Linked DNA regions of Mus musculus: regions 2, 3, 4, 5, 6 and 7 are each linked to region 1. Evidence: chromatin contacts called from public Hi-C and promoter capture Hi-C data. All regions are on one chromosome and are shown on one strand. Each heading gives the region's core, a stretch centred on a gene start, on an enhancer-like site or on the middle of the called end of the contact. The rest is flanking DNA. Distances are from core to core; before and after follow the strand shown. Region 1 holds the start of Abcg3 (ATP binding cassette subfamily G member 3). Region 2 holds the start of Nudt9 (nudix (nucleoside diphosphate linked moiety X)-type motif 9). Region 3 holds the start of Zfp326 (zinc finger protein 326). Region 4 has its middle 17 kb from the start of Zfp326. Region 5 holds the start of Lrrc8d (leucine rich repeat containing 8D). Region 6 has its middle 27 kb from the start of Mepe. Region 7 holds the start of Lrrc8c (leucine rich repeat containing 8 family, member C).

The links. Promoter capture Hi-C pulls out the DNA fragments that hold promoters and counts their contacts. Hi-C and Micro-C count contacts between places; a contact is called where the count stands out from the background.
Region 2: a promoter capture Hi-C map of liver shows a contact between it and region 1, with 3 times the contacts expected there. The contact joins the promoter of Nudt9 here to the promoter of Abcg3 in region 1. A contact is called at or near these places in 5 of 39 promoter capture datasets (embryonic stem cells, liver, pre-B cells and 1 more).
Region 3: a contact with region 1 is called in a promoter capture Hi-C map of pre-B cells, with 10 times the contacts expected there. The contact joins the promoter of Zfp326 here to the promoter of Abcg3 in region 1. A contact is called at or near these places in 4 of 39 promoter capture datasets (the C10 cell line, liver and pre-B cells), 1 of 15 datasets of contacts at CTCF or cohesin (large pre-B cells), 2 of 484 Hi-C or Micro-C datasets (granulocyte-monocyte progenitors and macrophages), 2 of 115 datasets of contacts at active chromatin or transcription factors (large pre-B cells and pro-B cells) and 2 of 9 other capture datasets (adipose tissue and liver).
Region 4: a Hi-C map of liver shows a contact between it and region 1, with 2.8 times the contacts expected there. The contact joins the enhancer-like site here to the promoter of Abcg3 in region 1. A contact is called at or near these places in 4 of 39 promoter capture datasets (the C10 cell line, liver and pre-B cells), 1 of 15 datasets of contacts at CTCF or cohesin (large pre-B cells) and 1 of 484 Hi-C or Micro-C datasets (liver).
Region 5: a promoter capture Hi-C map of liver shows a contact between it and region 1, with 4 times the contacts expected there. The contact joins the promoter of Lrrc8d here to the promoter of Abcg3 in region 1. A contact is called at or near these places in 3 of 39 promoter capture datasets (liver and pre-B cells) and 2 of 115 datasets of contacts at active chromatin or transcription factors (bone marrow-derived macrophages and large pre-B cells).
Region 6: a promoter capture Hi-C map of pre-B cells shows a contact between it and region 1. The contact joins the enhancer-like site here to the promoter of Abcg3 in region 1. A contact is called at or near these places in 9 of 39 promoter capture datasets (the C10 cell line, the HPC-7 cell line, cranial neural crest and 4 more), 1 of 15 datasets of contacts at CTCF or cohesin (large pre-B cells), 1 of 484 Hi-C or Micro-C datasets (embryonic fibroblasts) and 1 of 115 datasets of contacts at active chromatin or transcription factors (large pre-B cells).
Region 7: a promoter capture Hi-C map of liver shows a contact between it and region 1, with 5 times the contacts expected there. The contact joins the promoter of Lrrc8c here to the promoter of Abcg3 in region 1. A contact is called at or near these places in 2 of 39 promoter capture datasets (both in liver), 1 of 15 datasets of contacts at CTCF or cohesin (large pre-B cells) and 1 of 115 datasets of contacts at active chromatin or transcription factors (memory CD8 T cells).

What each region holds. Positions count from the first base shown.
Region 1 is chr5:104,981,462-104,983,972 of GRCm38.p6, reverse strand. Abcg3 (ATP binding cassette subfamily G member 3) reads left to right here and starts at 1,256. Exons shown (of 16, transcript NM_030239.2): 1 at 1,256-1,424.
Region 2 is chr5:104,045,611-104,048,121 of GRCm38.p6, reverse strand. Nudt9 (nudix (nucleoside diphosphate linked moiety X)-type motif 9) reads right to left here and starts at 1,258. Exons shown (of 8, transcript NM_028794.4): 1 at 976-1,258. The coding sequence starts at 1,082. It overlaps Mir5619 (microRNA 5619), which reads right to left and starts at 119; the gene lies at 59-119.
Region 3 is chr5:105,875,314-105,877,824 of GRCm38.p6, reverse strand. It overlaps Zfp326 (zinc finger protein 326), which reads right to left and starts at 1,257. Exons shown (of 12, transcript NM_018759.2): 1 at 1,127-1,257. The coding sequence starts at 1,142.
Region 4 is chr5:105,858,151-105,860,661 of GRCm38.p6, reverse strand. No RefSeq gene overlaps it. Among named protein-coding and RNA genes, the nearest start is that of Zfp326, 17 kb to the left of the region's middle. Within about 2 kb of position 1,256, at least 81 of the 459 cell types and tissues checked have an H3K27ac peak or open chromatin away from gene starts, as enhancers often do. A contact at or near this core is called in liver, where this site is marked.
Region 5 is chr5:105,698,713-105,701,223 of GRCm38.p6, reverse strand. Lrrc8d (leucine rich repeat containing 8D) reads right to left here and starts at 1,255. Exons shown (of 3, transcript NM_001122768.1): 1 at 970-1,255. Gm42166 reads left to right here. Exons shown (of 2, transcript XM_017321263.2): 2 at 361-2,511. The coding sequence ends at 1,336.
Region 6 is chr5:104,350,833-104,353,343 of GRCm38.p6, reverse strand. No RefSeq gene overlaps it. Among named protein-coding and RNA genes, the nearest start is that of Mepe, 27 kb to the right of the region's middle. Within about 2 kb of position 1,258, at least 24 of the 459 cell types and tissues checked have an H3K27ac peak or open chromatin away from gene starts, as enhancers often do. A contact at or near this core is called in pre-B cells, where this site is marked.
Region 7 is chr5:105,518,214-105,520,724 of GRCm38.p6, reverse strand. It overlaps Lrrc8c (leucine rich repeat containing 8 family, member C), which reads right to left and starts at 1,254. Exons shown (of 4, transcript NM_133897.2): 1 at 1,095-1,254.

The DNA.
Region 1 (2,511 bases), core at 7-2,506:
TACACCACACAGATCCTTAGTACCTCACCGTCACAACCGGCAAACTTCCATTTAGTAGTTATTCCCAGAAAGCGAGAGGATTCACTTAATGATACTGTCTTCCTACCAAACCAGAAAATGTAGGCTTGTAATTGAGTCTCAAAGCTCTCAGCCATGGCTGGAGAGATGGCTCCATGGTATAGAGCACTTGCTGTTCTTTCCTGAGGATCTGGGACATGGGCGGTCACAGCCATTCGTAACTCTAGTTCCCGGGGATCTAGAGATCTCTCTGGCCTCCGCAGGCACCGGGTGTGGAAGTCATACACAGACTTACAAGAGAGATTTTAGTCAGGTTTGAGGTACAACCATCTCCTTCATTTCAGGACAGGTGGCCACATCTAGAAGCTAAAACTGTAGAACCGGGCGGGGTAGGGTGGGGCTGGGAGTCGGGCGCCGACTTAATGTCCCTTCTTAATCCATGCTTGAATGTTAAAAACGTCTTGAGTACTGAAATTTTACTTGGATGACTTCAACATTGGCTTAAGGTTCGTCCAATGCTATACACGCACACGCACACGCACACACACACACAGAGCAGTCTGACCCAAGTAAACAGTCCATACTTAATCACTGTGCCCTCTTCTTGCTCTTTTTCAGATAGAGTTCGATGTTTAGGCCTGGCACACAAACTCCCAACCTCCTGTCCCAGCCTCTCGATTATAGGGATTACAATCGTAAACACTGAATTATTTCTTAATTGGTCTCTTCAGTTATAAAAAGAAGCTATAAATCAAATTATATTAAAAGCATGGGCACTTAACAAAACATATCCTTTGTCGTCCTGACCCATTGTTTGTCCTGTTCTGTGATAAGCATATATTCATCTCCTGTTTATTTTATCCCATTTGTTAAACAAAACAAAACAAAATTCAAAAACAAAAAACAAAAAAAATTCAAAACACACCACAGAAACTGTTACTTTCGCTTTGTCTTTTCCTGGATGCTGGCTTCTCAGAGTCCAATGTGAGCCTGAATTAGGGCAAAAAGTTTGCCCAGGTTTCCGGATCTGGCTGAACCCCTAGGTGAGCCCTCACCCCAAGACGCCACTCCAACCACGCCCCACAGAGACTCCCCCCTTCCCGCCCCTGCACCAGGACTCGCCCCTGCCCCTTTCCCCATGGCTTGGCCCCGCACCTGTCCCAAAGGGGGCCCCAGCCCCAGGGCTCCCCTGATTGCATCTTCCCCATGTCGCGCCCCACCCTCCCTTCCGCCCCACTGCCTGCTACTTCCTCTGCTCTCTTCGGGTTCCCTGCTCCTGACCACGACCACAGAGGCTCCAAGAGCTCTGCAGAGCAGAAGCCAGAGCCTCTTGCACCTTCCAAAGACCCGAGCTGCAAATCTTCCTGTGCAAGTAGCAACCTGAGCCCCTGCATTATCTCACAGTGGTGAGTGTGGGTGAGCAGGATGCAGAAGAGTGCAAGAGAGGGCTGGGAAACCCACTGCAGCTTCATTTGCAACTGTGAAATGCAAAGCAACTTGGTTCATAGAGGGTCTCTGTTTGGGTGGGTTAGCAGTGTACAACTTTTGATTGCCAAATGTATGAAGGCAAACACAGTTGGTGTTGGGCAGGTAAAAGTTTTACTGGTAGCAGAGATACCAGAAGTGCATGAGATATTTGTTAACACCGTTACTTTAAGGGAGCTGGGCAGTTTATAATTTTTTCTTTATCCCATGATATGAAATTTGTCAGGCAATCTCTAATTCGATATACAGATATTTACCAACTTCTTGCGACTCTTCCTCAGATAGTTCAGAAAAGGTTTCAACAGACAGAAAAGTTAAAGACCAGAATTATTAGACTGCAAACCTTTTAGTGGATTGTGTATCTATAATCTGTTTTATTTTCTTCCCTAATACTAGAAGTGTGGTCACTCCTTAGGGTGTTAACATGTGCCTCGCCAACTTAGTGTGTTCTCTTGCATCAATGTGCACTAAGACACAAACACATGCAGAACGTATTTTTGCATGTACCGTGGTTGAGCATCCGTGTAGCATTTGAGAAGAGAAGAAATATCATAAGCAGAAATAAAATGCAAACTAGAATGGAGGGCTTCCAGAAGCCATGGACATGGAGAGATCAGAAGGGGCCCAGTGCACTGAGGGACCCTCCAAGGTGAAAGTTGCATTTTTAGATGATTGATTTGTTTTTGTTTTGTTTTGTTTGTTTGTTACATGTATGCAGGTGCTCTGCTTGCATGTCTGGAGCCCACAGAGGCCTGTGAGGGCCCTGAAGCCTCTGGATCTGGCGTTGTAGGTGTTGTAAGTCCCTCCCTGCATTATGCAGGCGCTCAGAATAGGAAGAGTATGTGCTCTTAATTGCCGAGCCATATCTCTGGCCCCTTAAGTTGCTTTCCTGTGACCATAACAAGAAGGGGTTGCTCAGCCCCACAGCTCAAGAACAATAAGGGAAGCGCATTGCTTTTCAGAGAGGCTTTTGCCAGTTTGCCTTTGAGGGAACGTTCTTGCATGTGT
Region 2 (2,511 bases), core at 9-2,508, 940 kb after region 1:
AATAAGCAGTTTCAGTTCTGGATATACTTCTTTAAGTGTTCCTTTCCCTGTCGTGCTAGAAATCACCAATGAGCTTTTCGTTGTTCTGGTAACAACCAACAAAAATGCCATTAGTGACTTCCAGAGAGCAGGAAGTTCTCCCCTCAGCAAGCCCCACTGAAGAAGGTGTATAAAGGGTGTTAACCCACACCAGCAGAAAGAGGACACTCTGATTGAGGGGTTTTAAGCACTGTCAGGAAAGCAGAAAGGGGATGGCACCGTGGGGCCTACAAACCACAGCAGAAGTAATTCTATTTTCAATGAGGTGAAGGAATATGTCACTCCTGTTTGGGAAGCCCACAGAAATTCCAAACTCGGTCTCACACGGAGCCCAAATTGCCAGGGAACTAACCTCTTTCCTCTTCGGAACCGAAAGCTTGGTGAGTTTGCCTCCTAGATAAAAGTCAAGCTTGAGGCGTGGGTGGTATGTGTTTTAAGGAAGACACTGGTGTCAGAGAACTTAACAGAACCAAACTTACAAACTTTCCAAGTCACTAGGAAATAAAGTTGCGGCCACCTCGCCCAGGAGAGAAGGGAAAGAACGAGGTTCCCAGTACTGAGGCACTTGTGCGCACACTTCATCTCCAGTCTACCCAAAAGCCAATAATCAGCGCCTTCCAGCGCACAGAAAACACTGTCTGCTACTCAGATTAACAGTATATATTAACAGTATATTCCATTATATGGACTCGGTATCACCTCTAGCACGGAGCAACACACCATAAATGCTCTTCAAACTCTGGTGATCTATGAATTAGCGTTGGCGCCTTATCTGGATGGGCAAATTAAAAAGTCAGAGATCGAGAAGGGTCCTTGCTATTGGCTTCCCAAAATCCAGTACTTCAGCACAGCCTACATAACCTCTGGAAAAGGAAGGAGGGGATCGCAGGTCCACCCGAGGTCTCGGAACCGCAGCCCGTCCTAGAATCGGGGTACCTGGGTGCGGGGACGGCGCGGCAGGCTGAGGACCGGACAGTCACTGACGCGAGGGCCACCGAGAGCGACACGGTGGCTACCGCCTGCCCCAGGGAGCGGCCGGCCATCGGCGCCTGGCGCCTGGCGCGCGGCCCGCGAGGGTTCGGAGGTGGCCGGCCTCGCCCGGAGCCCCGCCTTGAGCCCCGAACCTGCAGCCAGCGGGCACTAGGACCCGGCCGCGCTCCCCCAGCGCCGCTGGCCGGCGGCGCCAGCAGCCCCACGACGTACCCGACGCGCGACCGCGCTTTACGGCCACGCCGCAAACTAACCTGTGTGCCAGGCCTCTCCGTCTGCGCAGGCGAACTGGAGTGCCGCGGCGCGGCAGGACGCGGAGACCCAGAACCCTGAGGCTGAGCGGAAGGAGGGTCAGGGGCGACCACGTGCTTCCAGGAGAGGAGGGCCGTACGGAGGAGTCACGTGAGCCATGCGAGGTTTGAGAAGACGTAGGATGAGTCAGTGACGAGTCTTGAAACACCTTGGTTTGGTTTCCAGAAGCCAAGTAACTTGCTTTTCGAAACTTGCCCGCATACCGGATTCAGAGACCGCCTGTGAACAACAAAATGTGGGCGTCCCGCCGGTCACGTGATCAGGCCAGTCACGTGACCCCTAACCCTTAAGGAGGGAATCCCCCAACCCTGGAACGCAGCCTGGGCTCCCCAGAGCCCCCTTCACGGTGCTGTCCGTGGTGTTGGTGACTCTGATAAACCTCTTGTCCAAAAGGAAAGCCGGCCTCGGTTTCCCACTTTCGAACCCCAAAGCCAAAACTTACAGACAAGCTGTGAAAGTGGCACGCGGTCTGGATAATAACGAACGAAGGACTAAAGTTAGCCAGATTGAAAGTGGTAAAGCCAGGCGTGCATCGCGGCTTGCACTCCAGGTTTCATTCGTTTAATTGTTGATGAGACATATTCTAAGCCTATCATCAACTTTGGGCCTTGCAAAACACACCGTATGGCGTTGGCTCTTAAAGCCAGGCCAATCAAATACTAACAGTATCCTGAAATCCACAGCACTCTTGGGATGGGACAGCAAGAAAAAAGGACTGCACAGTAACACTTCAGGGCGTTGCCTTCGTGACTATACTACACCCCTTAAAATGCCCGCTTAGAAAAACTAAAAGTATGGGAAATTTCCTCCCCACCCCTGCCCAAACCTGGTGACAGATAGGCAGATCCCTGGAGCAAAGTAAAGATTATATTTTCTTTCTCTGCACTTTGGGGCATAAGCCTACCACCCCACAGTTTCCTGGAGATGTGGTAGACATGTCGTTGAGGTGTGAGCGAGCACTCAGGAAGATAAATCACCTTGGGCTCCAGCCCCTTCCAGAGATGGTTGTTTTCAGCTTGCTCCACTGCTCCTGTCATAAGAAACACGTTTGTTTCTACACACACACACACACACACGAACACCTTAGATCCTTCAGCACCATTCCCCGGCCTTCAAGATCCCTATTCTTTTTTTTTTATTTTGGTTTTTTTTTTTAATGAAACTAGAACC
Region 3 (2,511 bases), core at 8-2,507, 890 kb before region 1:
CAACCGAAAAGTACTCCGAAAAGGGTGATTCTTTTTCCTATATTTACACTTGACAGCCTCAACCTCTTGTAGCAAATCAAAAATCAAAAGCTCATGCAATACGACCTACGCCAAAAAAGCACACCTCATTCAATGTCAAAGCCCATTTCTGGTGGAGGCAGAGGCTTCCTTCACAAGAAATGAACCGGTTTTATTTAGAAATACCTAGTTCCTCGAGATTACACCCAGTTTAATCCTACAAACTGTTCCTCGGCTCCCTAACACTATCACTACTGTTGATCACTTTATCTTGACACTGATTCCTATAAAAGTTGAGCAAGGTTTGAAGATACCAAATTAACTGTACTTCACGGCCAGGGAAAGCTGAAAAGCAACGTTACAATTCGGTTTATTTAACCAGCAAGTCCAACACGGGCTGCTGTGCACCGATCTAGCTGAACGTGAAGGGCATCTGGGGCTTGCTGTGCCAGAATTCTAACTTAGGTAGCATTCATACACAAGCCCCACCACTACCACCCCTAAAAACAAAAATAATAATGATAATGCACTGGGTCACGGAGCTGTTTCAGACGCGGTATTCACTAGCAGGTAACCTGGGTGAGATATTAGACAGCTCGGTCGGCTACGTGGTAATAACTTGCAGATTCTGGTTCTGGGGGAACCGAAGCCCATCTCGATGGAACGCCTAGAGACGCCCTTTATACTCCTCTCACACGGAGAAGCATCGCACGAGCCCGAGGCAGCCTGTGTCGAGCAAGATTCCAGAGCCCGGGGCGACACGGTGAGGACCGGCTCCACCCGCCACCGGGTCGCTGCCCCGAGGGCCCCGTGGGCCCCGTGGGCCCGGTCGCCGCTCGGCGAGGCCAGGAAGTTGCAGGCGGCCGCGGACGAGGCCCCGAGGCTCGCAGCTAGGCCGACCCCCTAGACAGCAGGGCCCCGGGCCGGCCGCACCCCCACGTGGGGCTCCCGGACCACAGGGCTCCGGGCCGGGCCCGCGGTCGCTGCGCGGCCCACAGAACAAAGCCACACGGCCATCTTGAGGCGGTAAACAGACCCCCGGCGCAGGCCGCCCGCCGCCCTCCCTCCCGCCCGCCCGCCACGGCGGCCCGCCCCGCGCGCCGCTCACCGTCCTCGAAGTCCATGCTCGACGCCGCGGGGCTGACGGTCTCCGCGCTGCGCTCGCTGTGGCCCGCGGCAAGAGCCCGCGATACGGCAGTGTCCACACGACCGGCCCGCGCGACCGACAGCGGCGCTACTAGCCGGGAAGCCGCAGGCCACAGCGAGGCTGGGGGCGGGGTCGGGCGGGCCTGCCAGTCGTCGCAGCACCGCCTCCGATTGGCCGACGCGGGGTGGTGGGCGGGTCTCGCGAGGGGGGCGGGAAGCGAGGCAGTTGTCAGGCTCCTGGGTCCTGACCCTGGGGATCGCGGGGGACGGAAGGTGAAACGGGAGTGCGGAAGGCTGGAGAGGGATGTTCTGGAAGGACTCCGGTTGGCCGGCCATGTTGGAGCCTGGCAAGAGCAACCGGGTCCAGGAGGGAGTGCCTTTCTCTTGCAGAAACTCATTAAATGACATGGCGACCTTTGGCTACTGTTGGCTGAAGGAGTGAGGAGGAGAGATTTTTTTCACTACTTATGGAGTTCCTTCCTCTGACACACAGAAGTGTGGGGCGTGCACAGGAACCCTGATTGCCAAATAGGACAGGATCATAAGACTATCCCAAGACAGGCTGCTAGCCACTGCTGGGTTGAAGGTAGTAAAGCAACTGTGAAAGTTCACAGATGGGAAAGATTTGGCAGGAAGAAAGTAGTCCACCGTTCAGCTCGAAGGGGAGAGGGAGGGAGGGGGAGGAAGAGATTATTCCACTTTTAAAATTGTGTTGGAGCAGATGCAAAGGTATTCACTCAGGAACACTATGGGAAGACTCTTGTGGACTTGAACCACAGTTTTAAATAATTTTCTCTCTGTCCTCACAGAGCAAATGGCATTAACAACAAATTGGTTACCTAGATAGGAAGCCAGACATCAATTCTTTGCACTCAATTTGCTAGACTCAGTTCGGAGGAAGCCGGAAATAAAACTGGAAGCACAGGGAGGTATACCACAGTAGCCCCAAATCTGGGCACGGCTTTGTGTCCTCCTGCTCATCTCTTCCTCCTCCACCCTCCCTGACTCATCCTGTTCTCCACCCTTTCCCAATTCCTTCTCTTCTCCCCTCCCACACATGTTTTCTGTTCACCTGGGCTGAAAGCTGAACTCACAATTTCCCTTCTCAGACCTGCTTATCCTCGTGTATTCTCTTGGCTGTTCACGGGGCGGTGAGCAAACCGCCCACTAATCCCAGCCAGAAGGCTGACTCGGTCCAGTCCACTCGAGACTAGCTCACCGCTCTTTCAGCCTCCTACTTCCAATCCACACACTTTTGTATCTGCTTACCCCACCTAAGATATCTTAGGTCGGCCCCACCCTTTCCATTTTCGTGGCCACTACCTGAGTTAGGATACTCACTGTCTC
Region 4 (2,511 bases), core at 7-2,506, 880 kb before region 1:
TGCATTGTGCCACTGAGCTGAACTCCCGGCCTGGGTCCATCAGACGCGAGGTGAGGTGTGGTGGGCCTTCTACCGACATTCAGATTCCAGCAGAATCAAAACTGCATGCTAAGACAAAACACCCCAGACTCCCCTTGACATAACAGACAGTGTCGGGGCAATTCTGAGAAGCAAGATTCAGTGCAGCATTGTTCTCATAGAAGGCTCAGAGTCCTGTCATCCTCTCTTTGCTTCTTAGCTATACAATTAAATATTCTCTTACTGCCTTCTGGAGCTCCCAAGTCTAGACACTATAATTATCATGGCAATTTCTCCAATGCCCTAATTAGCAGCGAACTAAAAACCCTTGGAGAAGAAAGCCAGGACCCTCCCCCGCCTCCAGTACTAATATCTGCCAAAGCCCACAACGAAATTAGTCTAGTACAGGGAGGGAGACTCATCCCCTTCCTCGTTCCCTATCTCCCCTCGATTGGCCTTCCTGTATCCTTCGGGAAGGAAGACGTCAAAGGTTTGCTTCCGCTTTTCCTGTGCCTCATTTAATCTTCCCACCCCACATGGCACCACACAGGCCCACTTTAGCCGTCAGAATTTAGCAGAGACTGTGCTGGACCAAGACATTTCAGCTTGTAGTGTACTTTTGAACATTTGCTTTTATGGATAAAATTAGGAAGGGTCACAGTTCAACCTGAATGTAACCTGAGCCCATTCAGACAGGACTCTGGTTTGCTGGTGTTTGTTTGTCTAGGCTTGTAAAGACCCGCTTCCCTTCCCAGGAACCCAGGCTGTCTTCAAACTCAGCTATGAAGCAGAGGCTAGCCTTGAACGCCTAATCTTCCTGCTTTGTTTCTGCATCCCAAATGCTGGAATTTGGGTTTGGGTTTGGGTTTAGGTTTGAATTCAGGATTGGGTTTAAGGTAAGGGATCATTAAAATAGTATCTATGTAGTCACCCTTCCTTCTCAGCATGGAAGGACCTGGTAAAGTTAGTTAACAAAGAGACTGTACTTATCAGGGCTCTGATCTCAGTGGCTCCCTTCAGGAGTGAGTCAGGGGGTCCAGGGGCATCTGATTACAGCTTTGCCCAGGGTCAGAGGCACTTTTCATGCAAAGGGCCTGACATTTCCTGGCAGGGACAGGATGTTTAGCTTTAAGCCAAAATTCCGGAGCAGCTCATTTGTGTGGGCCGAACAGCCCAGCCCTTCTTGGAACTCACACCCAGTGTCTCCTTACTTCAGCTGGTTCACTGTGGCCGCTCCCTTCTCAGAACTCATTGTATTTCCTGTGTGTCTTTTCTCCCTGTCTTTATAAACATTCTTGGGGGCGGTGGATGGGGGGGTTAACTAGCAAAGTGTAGGCATGAGTAGAGGAGGGAGAGACCACATGAAACAGGCTCTTCCTAAATTAATAGCCTCCCCCCCACACACACACACACACACTACCCCAAGTACCTGGACCATGTGAGAACCTGAGGATGGAGCTCCTGGCCAGTCATGTGACTGCTCTTCCTTAGTAGACAGGAGACTCCCTTCCCAAGGGCCCACCATTGTTACCTGTCATTGTTCCCTTCTTAGATACCCAGGCAACCTCTCTACAAAACCAGATAGAAATGGCCCCAGAGGTTATCCCTATTGATAACGTTATCATTAGTATAATATTTGACATGTTACAAAGCTCCTTTGCCTGTGCCTTTGCTCTGCTTAAGCCTCATTGCAGCCCTGTGAAAACTATCATACTGTGGTCCTTTATTTCGGATAAGGAAATCTGAGGGCTGACCACTCAGGCAAATTAGGCAGCCGGTGGCCTGAAGTCCCAGGGTCTATGTTATCCCACAGCTGCTTCTAATAGGAAGAGCCAGCCTGGCAGTGGTGGCACACGCCTTTAATTCCAGCACTTGGGAGGCAGAGGCAGGCAGATTTCTGAGTTGGAGGCCAGCCTGGTCTATAAAGTGAGTTCCAGGACAGCCAGGGCTACACAGCCCTGTCTCAAAACAAAACAAAACAAAACAAAACAAAACAAAACAAAACAAAACAAAGGTAATAGGAAGAGCCAAATCCACAGCCTCCAGGCTCAGAGGAGTCACATGGGCCCATGCCTGCACATGGAGTCACATGCCTGCACATGGAGTCACATGGGCCCATGCCTGCACATGGAGTCACATGCCTGCACATGGAGTCACATGCCTGCACATGGAGTCACATGCCTGCACATGGAGTCACATGCCTGCACATGGAGTCACATGCCTGCACATGGAGTCACATGGGCCCATGCCTGCACATGGAGTCACATGGGCCCATGCCTGCACATGGAGTCACATGCCTGCACATGGAGTCACATGCCTGCACATGGAGTCACATGCCTGCACATGGAGTCACATGCCTGCACATGGAGTCACATGCCTGCACATGGAGTCACATGCCTGCACATGGAGTCACATGCCTGCACATGGAGTCACATGGGCCCATGCCTGCACATGGAGTCACATGCATGCACATGGAGTCACATGCCTGCACAT
Region 5 (2,511 bases), core at 6-2,505, 720 kb before region 1:
CTCTTCGCCTTCTGCTCCCATTTCTTTACCCTGCTTTTTCTTTCCAGCAATCCTACCTCCCCACTCTCTGCCACGCACACCCCAGCTGCATGGGAACCGCGAGACCTTATACCCCAACCCTCTCCAGAGGGGACCTACCTCTCCTCCCCTCGACCCGAAGCAGTTCTCCTTCACTGCGGATGGCTTAAAAAAAAAAATCAAAGAACAACAACAAAAAAATCTCATTTCCTTATCTGTTAGGGATACCCCACATAAAGGGGGACAGAGACAGAGTGTCCCCCATCGACCCTCCAGTAACTGGAGGTGACAGTCCTCTGGGAAGGCACCCCAGTTCTCCTCTTTTTCAAGCCCCTAAACCAGAATCAAGCAGAAGTCCCGTTCCCAAGAGCCCACGCTTCCAAACAAGCTAGAAGCGGATTATACCGGTACCCAACCCGGAGATGGCCCGCGGCGCGCAGGGTGCACCTGCGGCCCCAGTGCCCTCCCCCCGGGCGCGGAGGGCGGGGCGCAGGGCTCCCCTCCCTTCCCCGCCCCAACCCGCGAGCACCCCGAGTGGCCCACCCGGAGCGGGACGGAGGCGGATGGGGAAGCGTTTCTGCAGAAGTTCAAGGGCTCCTCTCGCCGGCTCCGGGCCAACCAGGCCAGACACCAGACACCCACCTCCTGGAGGACTCGGAGCCACCGCGATAGGCAATCTCCGCCCCTGCGTTCGCGCGCACGGAGGCCGAGGCGGGAGCGCGGCAGCCGGCACCCGGCCCGCGCAGGGCCCAAAGCGAAACAATGTCCCAGCACGGGGTGGGGGGGCTTGGTCGCACTCCCCGCCCCAGGGTCCCGAAGCCCTCCGGAGTTCCCGATCGCAGCCCCGGGAGCAGCCGTGCTCCCCCGCGGCGCCGAGAGGCCGGACGTCTGCGCGCCCCGGGGCCGCTCCACCTGCGCCCTCCCGGCCAGGGTGGACCGACGCGCACCCACCTTCGCGGGCAGCCCGGGCCGCGCGTGCGGGAGCTTAGGCGGAGGCGGGAGGCGGCGGCATCACCTGCGGCGGGCGGCGGCTGCACCGGGACGCGCCCCGGAGGCGCGCGGCGCCCTGGACCCTGAGTCCGCGGCCCCGCCCGCGGCTGCCACCTCTAAGCGCGGCGGAGGAGCCGGGGCACCCCGGGCGGCGGCAGCGGCGGCGACGGGAGCAGCAGCACATGACTCTGTAACGAGGGGAATTAGACAAAGCGTAACATGGACTCCAGGCCCGTGCAGGCGCCGCAGCTCTGGGACCAACCGCAGCCTGCGAGCGCCGCGACTGGCCGGGTCGCAGCCAATGGGGCGGGCCCGGGCCTCCATGTGATTGCCTGCTCTGGGCCCGCGCACCCCGCCGCGCCTGCCTAGGGGGTCGGTCCGGCTGACCCGAGGGGCTGGGTGGCCGGGAGGTGACCGGGATTCTGGGCTGGCTGCTTGAAGCTCAGCAGGTGCACGAGGCGGAGAAGAATGGCCGCCGAACGTCGCCGGAGGCGCAGAGCTTATCTCTTTCAAGCGCACCTGGGCAGGGCATGGTGCCAGGCTGTCTGTTCCCTTGAAGCAACCGGGCTGGGCCGGGAAGCTTCGTCTGTGTTGCAGTTTCAGGAGGCTGTTCTGACCACTAAAAGCTGATCGTTGAGATTGGGAGAACGGGTGCGGGGTAGGCATTAAAAAGTCATCCAGTGCCTTCCAACTGGGAAAAAGCAATTACCTGGGATTCAGGGCTCGTGCACCTAACTTAATGTCTGCGCAAACAGATTTCTCTGCTAACAATGCCTTATCTCGTACGTTTTATTTTCAGCTGAATCGGGACCTCCCTGGTCCCAGTCGTTTAAGCCAAAAACGTCGTGCGTACGAAACAGGCACTTGGGAAGTTGTTCTAAAAAAAGTTTCCCAACTCGATAGCTTTCCGGTGTGTTTTTGTTGCCGTGCGGGTGAAGTTTCCTTAGTGTTCTTTTTTTTTTTTTTTCCTCTGTGGAGAGATGAGGGCCAGGACACCAAGTCAGTCAGGGTAATTATTTTAGTTCAATCAAAACAAACGATTCCTCCCCATACTTCAGTATCTCCTTTCATCTGAAACCTCACGCTTCTGGGAACTCATGCCCAAAAAGATGCCCTCCAGATTCATTTATCATCCAACGCTCTTAAAGAAGGCCAGGATCCTACAGAGAGAGGCAAAAAGGAAAATGTTTTTCTGGGCTCCCAGATGGTGACAGTGGCCCCTAAAAGGTAGAAGTAGGCCGCCCAGACATGGAAGAAGAGGCCAGGCCTTGAGGGCCAACACCCTCCCGCTGAGCAGCCCCAGGCAGTTTTAGATGGAACCTCAGCCTTTTGTTTGCTTCCCGGACCCTCCCGGACTGCAGCCTCTCCAATTCCCTACACCCTGCCAAGGAGGAAGTGCGTGGGCAGCCAGTGTGTGGCAGGTGATGTAATTACAGCCCTGGGTTTGCTGATCTAGGAGGTTAGAGGTTTTCATGCTCCTGACAACTAATGGTGGGACGGCTG
Region 6 (2,511 bases), core at 9-2,508, 630 kb after region 1:
GGCACTTCCCAGAGGTAGTTTGGAAATACTCCAGTTAAAAATAAATAATGCTTTCTGTAAATTTCTTTCACAACCCCGCTGTAGTTCCAATGTGATCATAACTTTGTCAGCAAATTCTATTTTCAGCATGACTGGAAAACCTTTCACCTCAGCCTCGCTTTGGGAAAAAACCTGAGCTCTACTGTCAGACCTCTTCATTTCTGAGTTTGTCTCTTTGCTTTCCCTTTTTATAAGAAGTTTCATAGAAATTCCAGCTCATTTATCTAAGTGCCTGTTCCTCGGGGTCATTCCAAATTTCCACTGGATTAGATCTCCATGGTCAAACCAAGGTTGCCATGGTATGGACACTGCTGAGGGAGTTACTGTCAGGAGACTTTTATGGATGTTAAATACAAATGGTTGTTGTAAATGGTTTCATGACACCTTGCTTTTCTCTGACTTCTAAGTACTTCTAAGTATCAATGACAGCAAAGGTTGCTTTCCTTTGGGAACTCTCAAGAATGTCATACAAGCTTTTCAGAGAGTATGATCTAAGAATTTTTGGTTGTACTAATGGACTAGAAATAGGGTGATGTTGCTGTGATACTCTGACCACAGGCCAGAGGCAGATTTGAGCAGCATTGCAAAGGCCCTGTACTATGGCCGGGGTGGAGGTGGGGGTTGGGGGGTAAGGGGGGGGGGGAGGGAGATGAGAAAGCATCCAGATTAAAACTTAAAACTAAACCCAACGTTGCCTCTGAAAAAGGGGGCGTTTGCACAGTTCCTCCACCGTGTTTCCCCATTTGATCATTTTGGTGCATAGTTAAGTTCTGCATGACCAACTAGTTGTGTTCCTAGCGCTGTTGTAGCAAGACATAAACACATGAACTGATTTCTAGCCAGGGAGAAATGACCGTTATTTTGAAGTTGCTTCTGGGAATTTGAGAAACTCTGTCAGAGCTAGTATGCCCCTTTAAATCACCACACAGTGCCCAAGCAGCACATGCTAAAAATATAAATTAACCACAGGTTGTCTAATAACCGATATTTTTGTGAGTGTCTGTTGAATAGGACGGGGCAGCCACAGGAAGCAAGGGAAATGAGGTGAGACAGAGGGGTAGGAGTTGGTATTGCTTTTACTCGTTGCTTCTGGAAAGGTTTGTATACAGTGGCCTTTACAGTGTTTGCTGAAACCCACCCACAGAAGGAATATTCTGTTCTGTTTGAATTTGAGGGGGAAACAGGCTGACATTTCCGGGACTTCCTGGTCTGCTTCTCCAGCCCGGAAGAGGCTCTATCCCGCCCCTGAGTCTTGCTCTGCCTCTGACCCACTGTGGACACACTGCTTTGTTGGCTTAAAAAGGACATTCTGTTCAACAGTCTCTTATCCTTTTGTAAAAACGGAAACAAATAACAGAAAAGTAAGTTTCTATTGCAGAGAGGAGGAAGAGCAGTGAGGCTGGTCCTGTGTGTGCCTGTGTGTGCCTGTGTGTGCCTGTGTGTGCCTGTGTGTGTGCAGGGCTGGCTTCCGAAGTCTGAGGGCTCAAAACAGGCCCACACATGAAGTGCTTTAATTTAAAAAGAAATTGGAATATATACATATATATATACACATATATATGCATATGTATATATATATGTAAAAGCTTTATGCTTTATAAATACATATGTATTCCATATATATTCCATGTTTATATATATACATATATTCCATATGTTTTACACACACACACACACACACACACACACACACACACACATATATATATATATATATATATATATAGAGAGAGAGAGAGAGAGAGAGAGAGAGAGAATATCTAAAACTTACGGTCTTATTCACGTTAGCAAAAGTGCTCTTCCAGTGAACTATGCACCAACACATCAACTTGAAGTTCTTATAGTCATTTTGAGCTGTTGATTTGTATAGAGACATGATGGATGCCCTGGGCCATGTGCTCCTGCAGGTGTGATATGCAGAGCACAGGATGGAGTGGTAGATAGTATAGGGCATCCCCCAGTCATTTGAACAGGAAAGCTTGTGTTGCTTGTACTAGGAGGCACTCATTATGCAGTAGGTCCTGTTTCTTTGTGGGTTTCCACGGTTTTCATTCCATGAATAGCAGCATGCCTGTGTTAGTCAGAAGTTGCCAGGAGAATACAACCAGTACAAAATATGTACATATGGAAGAGGAGGCTCCTTATGGGAACTAGTCACTTAATTTATGGGAGCTGAGAAATGCCATGGTACACTGACTGTATGCTGGTGGTGTGATTCAGTTCAGTTCTGAAGACCTACAAACTGGGAGGCTGCAGTGTGAAAGCCTGAGTCTGAAGGCCAGAGAACTCATGTCCTAGAGCATAGCTGGACAATTCAGATAGAAAGTGCCCCCTTCTTTCACATTCCTGGGGAAATAGACTCACACACACACACACACACACACACACACACACACACACACACACATTGACATTCAGTGTATTGGATTACCCTAATGATTTTATTTAGCTTGCTCATTTGAATTCTCTCCT
Region 7 (2,511 bases), core at 5-2,504, 540 kb before region 1:
TGTAGATGTGAAACAGCACCTCTAAAGGGTAATAAGGCTCTATGAGCCAAACCTGGACACTCCCACAAAGATCAATTAGTCTTATTTTTCACTTTAAGGAGGATGGGAGCCCAAAAATGTTTCCTAACTAATTTGTTGCGAGTTTAAAAATACTTAAGGAGTTGGAAACTCAGTAAAGCTCTGCCCTCAACCTCTAATAAAACATCCGCATTAAGCATGGGGACTAGATGTGGGCTGAGCCGTTGCAAAGAAAGGTAACTTGAAGGATTTTAAAATAACTGAAATCTGATGTACACAGCCAAGTGTTGGGGGAGGGAAACATTAGCTGCTGGAAAAAAAGAAAGGCTTTGGCGTCTATAGAGCACACCCTGAGGCTCCCAAGGGGCTAACTCCATCCCAAACACCTCTACGCTGGAGAAGAGAGAGAGAGAGAGAGAGAGAGAGAGAGAGAGAGAGAGAGAGAGAGAGAGCCTGCTAGCCTGCTAGGGTCAGTTTGGGATGAAGGCAGAAATCCTGGCCGCAGTTGCTGGCCTAGACACCTGGCCTCCAGGGTCTTAGGATGCAGAGCAGCCCCCTCCGGCCCCTCTGGACTTGCAGGTGAGCGGACTAGTGCTCACTGGATCTCTGTGTAGACCTTCGATTTCCCCCTCCTTCCTCAAAAAGTGTAACTTCAGGCATCTTCCAGGGAGGAGAGGGGGTTGGGGAGAAGAGCAGAAAAAACAGGCCCCAGCATCTCCGGGGGTTTTGAAGGTAGGGAAGGAGAATGGCCATCCCTGCAGCAACCGCGTTTTCTCCTAGTACGCCCCTCCCCCAGTCCCCAGAACCTAGCGGCCAGGCTGTACTGGGCTCCCGGCTGGGGGTCCCTGGCGCGGACGCCAGGGCCCGCGTGGGTTGGGTGGGGTTGGGGTTAGCGGGATCCCCGAACCGCACGCTGAGTAGGCGACCACAATGTGCCTGTCCCAGAGCCCTGGGGAAGCAGGGTCACGAACGAGGGAGGGTGGACGGGTCCAGGCTGGGGCGCGCCCAGAGAACCGAGGCTAGTGGCAGGGTGCTGGCCGTCCCTCTCCATCCCTCCGCGGGTCCCCGGCACTTACCTCTGGGGGCGAGGGTATCCGCAGAAAAGGATGCCAGGGCGCGGCGAGCTGTGTCCGGGTTGGGCTCAGCGGCGGCAAGCGACCGCGGCGTCGCTGCTCATGGCTTGTCGCGCTCAGAGTGCTGCGGCCACGGCCGCGGCGGCGCCTCGGTCCTCGTCTTCTTCGCGGGCTCTGAGCCGGGACGCAGCTAACGCCCCAGCTCCGCAGCCCTGTTCCTCCTCCCCGGTGCCTCCCCGCCTGCAAGCGGAGCCGCCTCCAGCGCCGCCCCGCGCGCCGCCTGGCCCGCGGCAGCCAGCGCCGCCCAGCGCCCAGCCCCGGGGTCGCCGTCGGCTGCCGAGCCGCCGCCGCGGTGCCAGCCCCGCTGTGACGCAGGCAGCGATGCCCGGGAACTTCCTCCTCTGCCGAGACCACCAGGCGTCCAGGGCAGGCGGGCCCGCGCTGGGCGGGCCCCGGGTTCCCCACCGGGAAATCAAGCCTCTCCGCGGCTGGATGATTCCGCTGCTCAGAGCTGCCTACCTGGTTGGCACAGCAGGGAAGATCGGTCCTCTGCCTCCTGTGTGCAACCCTAACAATGCCAAAAAGCGGGTGGTTTCTGTGAGCCCGCCATCCGCTCTTACACCGCAGCTCCTCCCTGGGCTAAGTTGAAGCAGAGCGGCTGCTGCTAAAAATAGCCCTCCTGGGAACTCCCAGAGGGTCAGGTTGGAGATAACCCCTCCCCAGAGAATGAAAGGTCCAGGAAGCGGGTGGAGAGGGGGCGGTGGTATATATGAGGGGAACAGGGAAGAACGAAAAAAATCCGATGCCCGTAGTTTACAAAGCCTTAAGACCCTGGGCAACCTCAATCCCATTGACCAGCTGGCAGGAGTCCCTCGTTACTGGACCCTGCAAGATGGGCTTCTGGGCTTTGAGCAGCAGGTGCCGTTCCATATGAAAGCTCCGCCTACGATTTTGTGTGGGCAGAGGTGGGGATCGTGTGTGTGTGTGTGTGTGTGTGTGTGTGTGTGTGTGTGCAAAAGAGTTAACAATGTGCCCCGAACCACCTGTTGTTTAGACGATGTAGGGGAGGGATTCTCTCCCAGCCATTGATCTGAGCCTTGGGTTTGTCTGCCTATCTCTCTGCCCAATTATAGTTTAAAAGCACAAACTAGCATCTTGAAAGCTGGCATCTCCCTAAAAAGAAAAATTGCCTATTGGGGGAAAAAGTGCAGATAAGATCACTGTAGCAGTCGAGAGAGAGAGAGAGAGAGAGAGAGAGAGAGAGAGAGAGAGAGAGAGAGAGAGAGTTTGTCAGTAACCAGCTGGCTGTCCTCAGAGCACTTGACGCAGATAAAGAATTACTCTGCCCTGGCAGTCTGGGAGAGACAGAAGAGGACAAAAACGGGCAGCCAGCAGCCATTAACTAGTTTGTGTGCTCCTG